Regions from separate parts of the Sus scrofa genome. Here regions 1 and 2 are each linked to region 3. A link is a contact called in public Hi-C and HiChIP or PLAC-seq data. All regions are on one chromosome and are shown on one strand. The core of a region is the stretch at or near the end of the contact, and the rest is flanking DNA. Distances in the headings are between cores, read along the strand shown. Region 1 holds the start of TMEM267 (transmembrane protein 267). Region 2 holds the start of CCL28 (C-C motif chemokine ligand 28). Region 3 holds the start of PAIP1 (polyadenylate-binding protein-interacting protein 1).

Region 1 (2,757 bases), core at 256-2,755, 74 kb after region 3:
GGAGCTTTTGCTTCCAGCCTGTGCCACAGCCACAGCAACGTGGGATCCGAGCTGAGTCTGTGACGTGCACCACAGCTCAGGGCAACACCGGATCCTTAACCCACTGAGCAAGGCCAGGGATTGAACCCGCAACCTCATGGCTCCTAGTTGGATTCATTTCTGCTGCACCACGATGGGAACTCCTGATTCAGTTTCTTTATTAATAATCAGTCTGGAATCAGTCTTGATAGGTTGATTATTTCTAGGAATCTCCATTTCTTTTAAGTTATCCAATATGTTGGCATATAATTATTCATAGTAGTCTCTTACGATCCTTTGTCTTGCTGTGGTATTGTAATTTTTTCTCTATTTTTATTTGAGTTCTTTTTTTTCTTGCTAGGTCTAGCTAAAGATTTGTCTATTTTGTTTATCTTTGCAAAAAAAACAGCTCTTTGTTGCTTTGACTTTTTCTGTTATGTGTAAGCTCCTTCCAGGGAGACTGCAGCAAGCTGGAGTAGGCCAGAGAGAATATGGAGCTATCACCTGCTGAGTGAGAACTCTGACCCTCAGGCATCAGCTTTTAAAGTATGCCAACAGGGAAAGACTGGGAGATCGAGGTTTTTGTTTGCTCAGAGCTGGGTGTTGTGGGGGCCTATCATGCACTTGGCAATCTTAAAAGTTGGAGCATTAGATGTTGGGTCTAAACCCTTTATTCCTCAGGAAGAAGCTGAGAATTGTGAGTTCCCCCCTGTTGGGCTAGGGGGGGTGGGGTTTATAGCGACAGTGTGTCTTTCCCATTTCAGTGTGGATATTTTCTCATTCACTCAATGTAAAGAAGTCCCTTGGTAGTTCCTGGAATTCGTACAGTGAGAATTGCTCTGTGTGTAGCTGGGGATTCAGTGTGTTGCTAGAGATTCAGTGTGTCTGTGGAGGGAAGTGAGTTCATGAACCTGCTACCTCATCAGCTTGGGACAGGACTCTTATGAAACCTTTTGTTCTGTACATTCCTACTCCATTCATCTAAATTTTTTATTTTCCTGTAATCCTATTCAAATAACAGCGTAGCTCTGCAACAGAGAACAGTTTTGCTTTCACTGATATTTAAGTTAAAAAAATACCCTACAGAGATTGTTTATATTCCTTTCATCTCTACTTTTGTTCCCTTTTATTCCCATATCACTTCTTTGCTTAAAGAAATGTTACTGAGGTTTTTAATTCTTTTATTTTCTCCCTATTGCCAAACCTCCATCCAAATACACACATACTCTCTTTTCCTTTCCCCGTCTTTTATACTCCAGTCAGTTTCCTCATCTATAAGAGATAGACTGGACAAGTTCTGAAGTCCAACTCTATTAAGAATCCAAGATATCTTCCTCCCAGTGTAGAAATATTTTACTATGAAGGCTAAGCTTTCTGAAATTCAAAGTAATTATAATGAATATTAGGGAAAAGCTCCTTAACTAAGCCACTAGTGTTACTGGAGAATAGTGGTGTCCTAAACCATATTTCTAACAAGAAAAATGAACAGTCTTCAGATCATTATAAACCCAAATCTTCAGAACTCTTGCTAAAAGAAGTTAATGAAAACAGTGTATCAGTGGCATTGAGAAAAACCTCTGAAATCCTTCAGGATATTGACTCTCTTCTATCAAACTCCAAAAGGTAAAAAATATTAAACCTTGAGGATGTTATTTCAAGTGACTGATAGAAAATTACTAGAAAGCCAAAAACTGATCTGTATGACTTTTGTACATTGATTACTTAATGAGAACTTGAACTTAAGGAGAGATTTTACACTAACTTGTAAATTTTAAATGTATATTTATATTTTATTAATAAAGAACTATTTAAAATTTTTGAACAATTTCTTACCTCAGATTTGAGAAGAAATTTTGTAAAATTGTAGAGTTGCTGATTTATCTTGTGGAGTTTTTGCTATTAATCAAATTTTCTTCATTTTAATATGCAGAATTGTGTACATTGGTCATTAGCTATTTTTTCTCTTCCAGTATTTTTCCGTAGAATCACGAAAAGAAAAAGATCTTAAGAAAACAAAACAAACTTAATGTAGACAATATTGCTTCAAGAATCGGGCACTTCAGATAAGCCTAAATTTTATCTGAACTGTCTTATACACCACATATTTTCATTTGTTTTGAACATCTCAAAAAATATGCTACAGGAGTTCCTGTCGTGGCTCAGCGTTAACAAACCCTACTAGCAATCATGAGGACATGGGTTCGATCCCTGGCCTTGCTAAGGGGCTTAAGGATCTGGCATTGCCATGAGCTGTGGTGGATGTCGCAGACACAGCTTGGATCCCGAGTTGCTGTGACTGTGGCATAGGCTGGCGGCTATAGCTCCGATTCAACCCCTAACCTGGGAACCTCCATATGCCGCGGGTGTGGCCCTAAAAAAAAGGACACACACAAAAAAATTATGCTACAAAGTATGTGAAACCAAAAGAAGTGAGCTCACCATAAGTGGCATTTACTTCACCTGCCTCTTAGGAAAGAATAAAATCATATACCTAAAAACATTTCAAGAAGTTCGTGTTTATGGTGCAGCAGAAACAAATGTGACTAATAACCACGAGGTTGTGGGTTCAGTCCCTGGCCTCGTCAGTGGGTTATGGATCTGGCATTGCCATGAGCTGTGGTATAGGTCGCAGACACAGCTTGGATCTGGTGTTGCTGTGGTGTAGGCCAGCAGCTGTAGCTCTGATTCGACCCCTAGCCTGGGACCTTCCATGTGCCATGCGTGCAGCCCTAAAAAGCA
Region 2 (2,700 bases), core at 64-2,563, 120 kb after region 3:
TGCTCAGTGGCAGAGTTTGGAATGGCTGTTCTGCATGACAAGGTCTTCTCATTCTTTGCCTAGTTCTGTGCTTCCCCAAACTCTTCATTTCCCATTTTATTATAACTGCAGTTCTTGATAGTGAAATTGGAGCTTGGTTAAGTACCACAACTGACAGCTGAGGTACAGTTCTGACCTCAAGTTCCTGACCTTATAAAGCAGCAGTGCCCAATGCAAACATATGCAACTTAGAATGTTGAGGAGTCACATCAAAAAAGTACAAAGAAACAGGTGAAATTAATTTTAAGAATATATCTTAACTCAATATATCCAAATATTATCATTTGAGCATATAATCAAGATACAAATTATTAGATATTTTATATTTCTTTGTACCATATTTGAAATCCGGTGTGTGTACTGCACTTACAGCTCATGTGAATTTGGACTAGCACATTCCAGATGTTCAAGGGCCACATGTGGACAAGAAGCATGAGAGCGCCGTTAGAGGAAGCATGGCAGCACTTGGGATCACCCAGCCTGACATCTTCTTTACAGAAAAGTTAAGTACATTTGCTGAGGTTATGCAACCAATTAGCAGAAAAGACTGGATTAGAATCCAATTACCCTCAGCCTACCCTAGAGTTTTATTCACAAAGCTGATTAGTAGCAAGCTGGACTAGAACCCATACCTCCTCATGCCTGCTCAACCTGCTCTAGGGCTCTTTTTCATCAGGTACAACCTAGAGGGAAGAGGGCTCTCCACCTGTTTTATACCTTTCTTCTAAATAAACTAACAGCCTCACTGGAAGCATTTTGGCAGTAAACCAAAATCAGAGTGGGGTAGAATTTTTCCATCTTCCCACCAGATAATGTTTTTTATGACTTGCCACCTTTGTCCCCAGAAACTCTTAGTTTCAACAAGCTACTTAAAACTCTAATTCCTTTATATAATGGTTCTCAATGGAGGTGTCCATCAGAGTTGCCCATGGGGCTTTTTAAAAATTCATATTCCTGGTCCCCTACACCCAAATTCTGATTTATAAGTCTGTGGAGGAATTCATGGAGGTAGCTATTTTTTTTTTAATCGCTCCCAAGTTTTGATGCACACCTCAATCCACTAGGACCTCACCAGATGTCAGATCACCACTAACATCTTTCTTAAGAAAGAGCCTGGTCTCAAGGAAAGAAACATGAGAAACAGGTACCCTAGCACCTCCCAGGGCGGGGCTTTCTGGCTGGCTTTCCTCCTCGCTCTTTCTCTGCAACCAAGGACACTTTTAGCCTCATTTCCTGATCTTACAGCCTCACCTGCGGTGCTGCTGAGCGGCTGGGCAGGAATGCAGCACACAGGACTTGCTCTCGTGGCCTTGGCTGCCTGTGTGGCTCTTCATCCCTCGGAAGGTGAGTGAGGGGCTGACTATCTCAGCCTCCGGTGGAAGGAGGGGGGCTGCCTTCCAAGTTGGAGCTGGAGGGGGTGAGGTACTCCAGCAATTAGGGGCAGGAATTTCCAGTTATCTACATGAGAATGGCATAGGTTTAACTCCTCATCTCCAAGAGGCAACTTCAGGAAGGAACCTCATTTGAACAGGAATATCAGTAATTAGCCACAAGAAGGATGAGATCCTACCATACCAGTGCAACTTTGAGCAGTGCTTCTTTTTCTGATAACAGTATCTTAGAAAAATCTCCAGGTAGAGGCTAGGGGAAAATCCCCTATTATTCAACTGCTTCCCTCCCCTCACCCTGACCAGCTAAACTGTCTGAATACAAGTGCACATATTCCTGAAAATAAGACCAACTCAACCTTCTAGTATATGGTCTGGTAAGCTGCAAGCTATCTGAACAAAGTCAGGTCTGTGGACACTGAAAACCAAAATTTCAATCTGATCTTAAAAACGGGATACAGGATAAAGGAGACTGAACCATACAAATTACATCAAAAAGAACTTTTTTTTTTTCGTCTTTTGTCTTTTCAGGGCCGCACCCAGGCATATGGAGGTTCCCAGGCTAGGAGTCGAATTGGAGCTGTAGCCACCAGCCTACACCAGAGCTGAAGCAACACCAGATCCAAGCCGCATCTGCAACCTACACCACAGCTCATGGCAACACCAGATCCTTAACCCACTGAAAAAGGCCAGGGATTGAACCCACAACCTCATGGTTCCTAGTCAGATTTGTTTCTGCTGGACCACAACGGGAACTCCAAAGAGAACTTCAGTTGTGAGTTGCTAGCACATACATGTATAATCTCCATATGGAGATTATAACTATTTGGACTGGAGACAATCTTTTCTACTGTGTTCAGGAAACCGTAAATATAAGTATTTAATACTTGACTGATAAGACTCTTTTCTACTGTATTCTTTTCTGAAAATTTACCCTGAATAGATTCTCTAAATTCAGAACAGGTAAAATGTAAGTTTTGTTTGGTTTGCTTTTAAAAAAAACTAAGCCAGTATTTTAAAATGATTTCACATACACATACTCGTATATACACACATACAACTTGGATTTTAGAGACTCTTCTGAAAAATTATATCTGGCAAGAAATGGCTAGAGCAGACTAGCTCCTGCCCTTCTTTGAAGTGGCTATCAACTTATTAATTGCCTGGTTCCTCCTCTGTAGGCATTTGCTTAGAGATTCCAATACACTGCCCCAATGTACTGAGCTTGTATTGCTGAGCACAGGAAAAATCTGGATAATCAGTTCTTCTTCTC
Region 3 (2,700 bases), core at 90-2,589:
TAAAGTGTAACCTTGTCTTTGTAATATATGCCACTGCTACTTATTATAAGTATACTCATTATACTTATTACATAAGTGAGGAAAGAGGCTCAGTGGAACTAACTCCTTTACTTACCCAGGATCACATAGGCATTAAGGGGCACCACCAGGATCCAGACCAGAACTTCGACCTATTTTGAATCCTACATGCTTTCTCAACACCAAGGCACCACACTTCTTGCTAGCTTCCTTCCCTGGCTTCATTGTTTTTGCCACCAATCAACAGCATGAATCATTTATTCATGACTGCCTTCATTAAAGCCATTTTCCTCTTTCATTTAAGTGAAGACGTTAATGTTTTCTTTATTAGCAAGAAAATGGTTAACAAGAAGTTTTATTCTTAACTGAAATTATTCTCAAGCTTAACAAGATTGAAAAGCAGTAAGCCTTGCTTAAAACACAGAATTTGTGAAGATGTTTCAGTCTAACAGTTAAGAAATATTTTTTCTCCTTTTCATTACTTATATCATCCCTCATTTGGCTTTAGCACTGTCAGACTTGACTTAAACACACACACACACACACACACACTAACTTATACATAATGTCTAGAACTTTGCTGTGCAGTGCAGTAGCCACTACACTTGAAATGTGCCTAATCCCGAGAAAGATATGCTGGAAATGCAAAGTATACTGATTTTGATTAATATGAAAAGAGAGAAAATATCTATTAATATCTTTCTTTTTCCTTCTTTTTAGGACTGCATCAGCAGCATATGGATGTTACCAGGCTAGGGGTCCAATCAAAGCTGCAGCTGCCCACTTAGTCACAGCAACTGGGATTCAAGCGGAGTCTGCAGCCTACACCACAACTCACAGCAAGGCTGGATCCTTAACCCGCTGAGCAAGGCTAGGGATCCAGCCAGCATCCTCTTGGATCCTAGTCGGCTTCATTACCACTGAGCCACAACAGGAACTCCTCATTAATATCTTTAATTACATGTTTTGAATGATACCATTTGGGATCTATTGGACTAAGTAAAATATATTATCAAAATTAATTTCACCTGTTTTTATTTTCCTTCGGGTAATGTGCCTTCTAGAAAATGTATAATTACGTAAGTGGCTTGCATTTGTGGCCCGCACTATATTTTGATTGGACAGCAGTGGTAGAAGATGAAAAAGAGGGGAGTTTTATTGAAAGGTAGCGTGTTTTCTTAAAATTTCTGGAGAGGATGAAAAAAGGGAAGAGAGTCAAGCTTGGCCCCAGCGTGACCTACCATGATAAATACTGGGACTTGAGAAGGACGTGGGCGGGGGGGCATGTTTAGATTCCGTTCCTATTTCCCCCCCCCCCCCCGCGGCTAACGTTGCGGGTGGCAAAGAGCTTCCAGAGCCCCCTTCCCGACCAACCCTCGGGTCTCGCCGGCGCCGGGTCATTGAACACACCTGCGCGCCCACGGAGGTGCGCGTCCGCGAACCCTGGCGCCGGCTCACGCCCCCTCCCCCCGTATTTTTATTTTCCCGGCATCAACCGTCAGTCTCGCACTTCTCTCCTGAGAACCACCGAGTAAGCAGACCCTTTCAGGGGTAAGCGCCCCTCTCTGCCCCCAGCCCGGTTCCGTTTGCCGGGATGCCCCCGCGGCGGGCAGGGCTATCTAAAGGCCTAGGTGCCGCTTGTCCGGCGGCCTGCTGGGCCGCGGCAGCCCGCCCGCCGGGAACGGGAGGAGCTGCGGCGGGCGTGCCCGGGGCCTCCGGGCCGCGGGGGGCCGCTGTGACCTGCCTTCGCCCCCGCCGCACCGAAGGCGGGGGAGCCGGGTTTTGGGGGAGAATCGGAAAAAGCTGAGGGTAGCCGAGGGGGGCGGGCGCTCCGGAGCGGCGGGTTCCGTGGGTGCTCCAGCTGCCGTCCGCCCCGCCCGAAGCGCGGGGAGCCGAGCAGGGCCCAGAGTCCTCCTCCTCCATGAGGCCCGAGTGAGCGCGGCGGCGAGAGCCGGCCCGCGGCGCCTCCCCCCGCGTCCTCTCCAGAGCGCAGCGGCAGCGGCCCCCGGAGGAGGAGGAGGAGGAGCATGTCGGACGGTTTCGATCGGGCCCCAGGTGCTGGTCGGGGCCGGAGCCGGGGCCTGGGCCGCGGAGGGGGCGGGCCTGAGGGCGGCGGTTTCCCGAACGGAGCGGGGCCTGCTGAGCGGCCGCGGCACCAGCCGCCGCCGCAGCCCAAAGCCCCGGGCTTCTTGCAGCCACCGCCGCTGCGCCAGCCCAGGACGGCCCCGCCGCCAGGGGCCCAGTGCGAGGTCCCCGCCGGCCCCCAGCGGCCTCCCCGGCCCGGGGCGCTCCCAGGTACGGAGCCGCTCTAGGGGACCCTGTCCTCCAGGGCCAACGCTTCCCCAGGCCCTCCGCGCGCGCCCGAAGTCGGCGCGCCGTCTTCCTCCCTCGGGTTCCCCGAAAGCATTCCCCAAAGGGCCCGGTTGTTGCGGGGTGGGGACGGGCCCGGAACGGGGTTTGGAGGGTGGCGGATCGAATTCTTTGTGCGCCCGGGCTGGGGGAGGGGCCCGGTGCGCTGTCCCCGAGTTCTGCTGTCCCGGGAGGAAGTAAAAATTGCCTCCCCCTCCCCAGCCCCCCGAGAGGGAGGCCTGAGGCGGGCAGCCACCTCTTTTTAACCGACTCCTTCGAAAAGAAAAAAGGAAAAAATAAGCCTGAAGCGTTCATTTAGGAAGCAGGTATGTT

What was found. Hi-C and Micro-C count contacts between places; a contact is called where the count stands out from the background. HiChIP or PLAC-seq counts read pairs in DNA pulled down with a chosen protein or histone mark.
Region 1: a contact with region 3 is called in an H3K27ac HiChIP or PLAC-seq map of alveolar macrophages. The contact joins the promoter of TMEM267 here to the promoter of PAIP1 in region 3. A contact is called at or near these places in 4 of 47 Hi-C or Micro-C datasets (heart right ventricle, liver and skeletal muscle) and 2 of 2 datasets of contacts at active chromatin or transcription factors (alveolar macrophages and skeletal muscle).
Region 2: a contact with region 3 is called in a Hi-C map of epiblast stem cells, with 2.8 times the contacts expected there. The contact joins the promoter of CCL28 here to the promoter of PAIP1 in region 3. A contact is called at or near these places in 1 of 47 Hi-C or Micro-C datasets (epiblast stem cells) and 1 of 2 datasets of contacts at active chromatin or transcription factors (alveolar macrophages).

Annotation. Positions count from the first base shown.
Region 1 is chr16:28,059,381-28,062,137 of Sscrofa11.1, reverse strand. TMEM267 (transmembrane protein 267) reads left to right here and starts at 1,505. Exons shown (of 3, transcript XM_021077021.1): 1 at 1,505-1,641. It overlaps C16H5orf34, which reads left to right. Exons shown (of 14, transcript XM_021077011.1): 14 at 1,452-1,841. The coding sequence ends at 1,645. LOC106508158 (a long non-coding RNA gene) reads right to left here. Exons shown (of 4, transcript XR_002339773.1): 2 at 1,852-2,021.
Region 2 is chr16:28,009,472-28,012,171 of Sscrofa11.1, reverse strand. CCL28 (C-C motif chemokine ligand 28) reads left to right here and starts at 1,313. Exons shown (of 3, transcript NM_001024695.1): 1 at 1,313-1,383. The coding sequence starts at 1,320.
Region 3 is chr16:28,132,935-28,135,634 of Sscrofa11.1, reverse strand. It overlaps PAIP1 (polyadenylate-binding protein-interacting protein 1), which reads left to right and starts at 1,339. Exons shown (of 11, transcript XM_005657616.3): 1 at 1,339-1,569.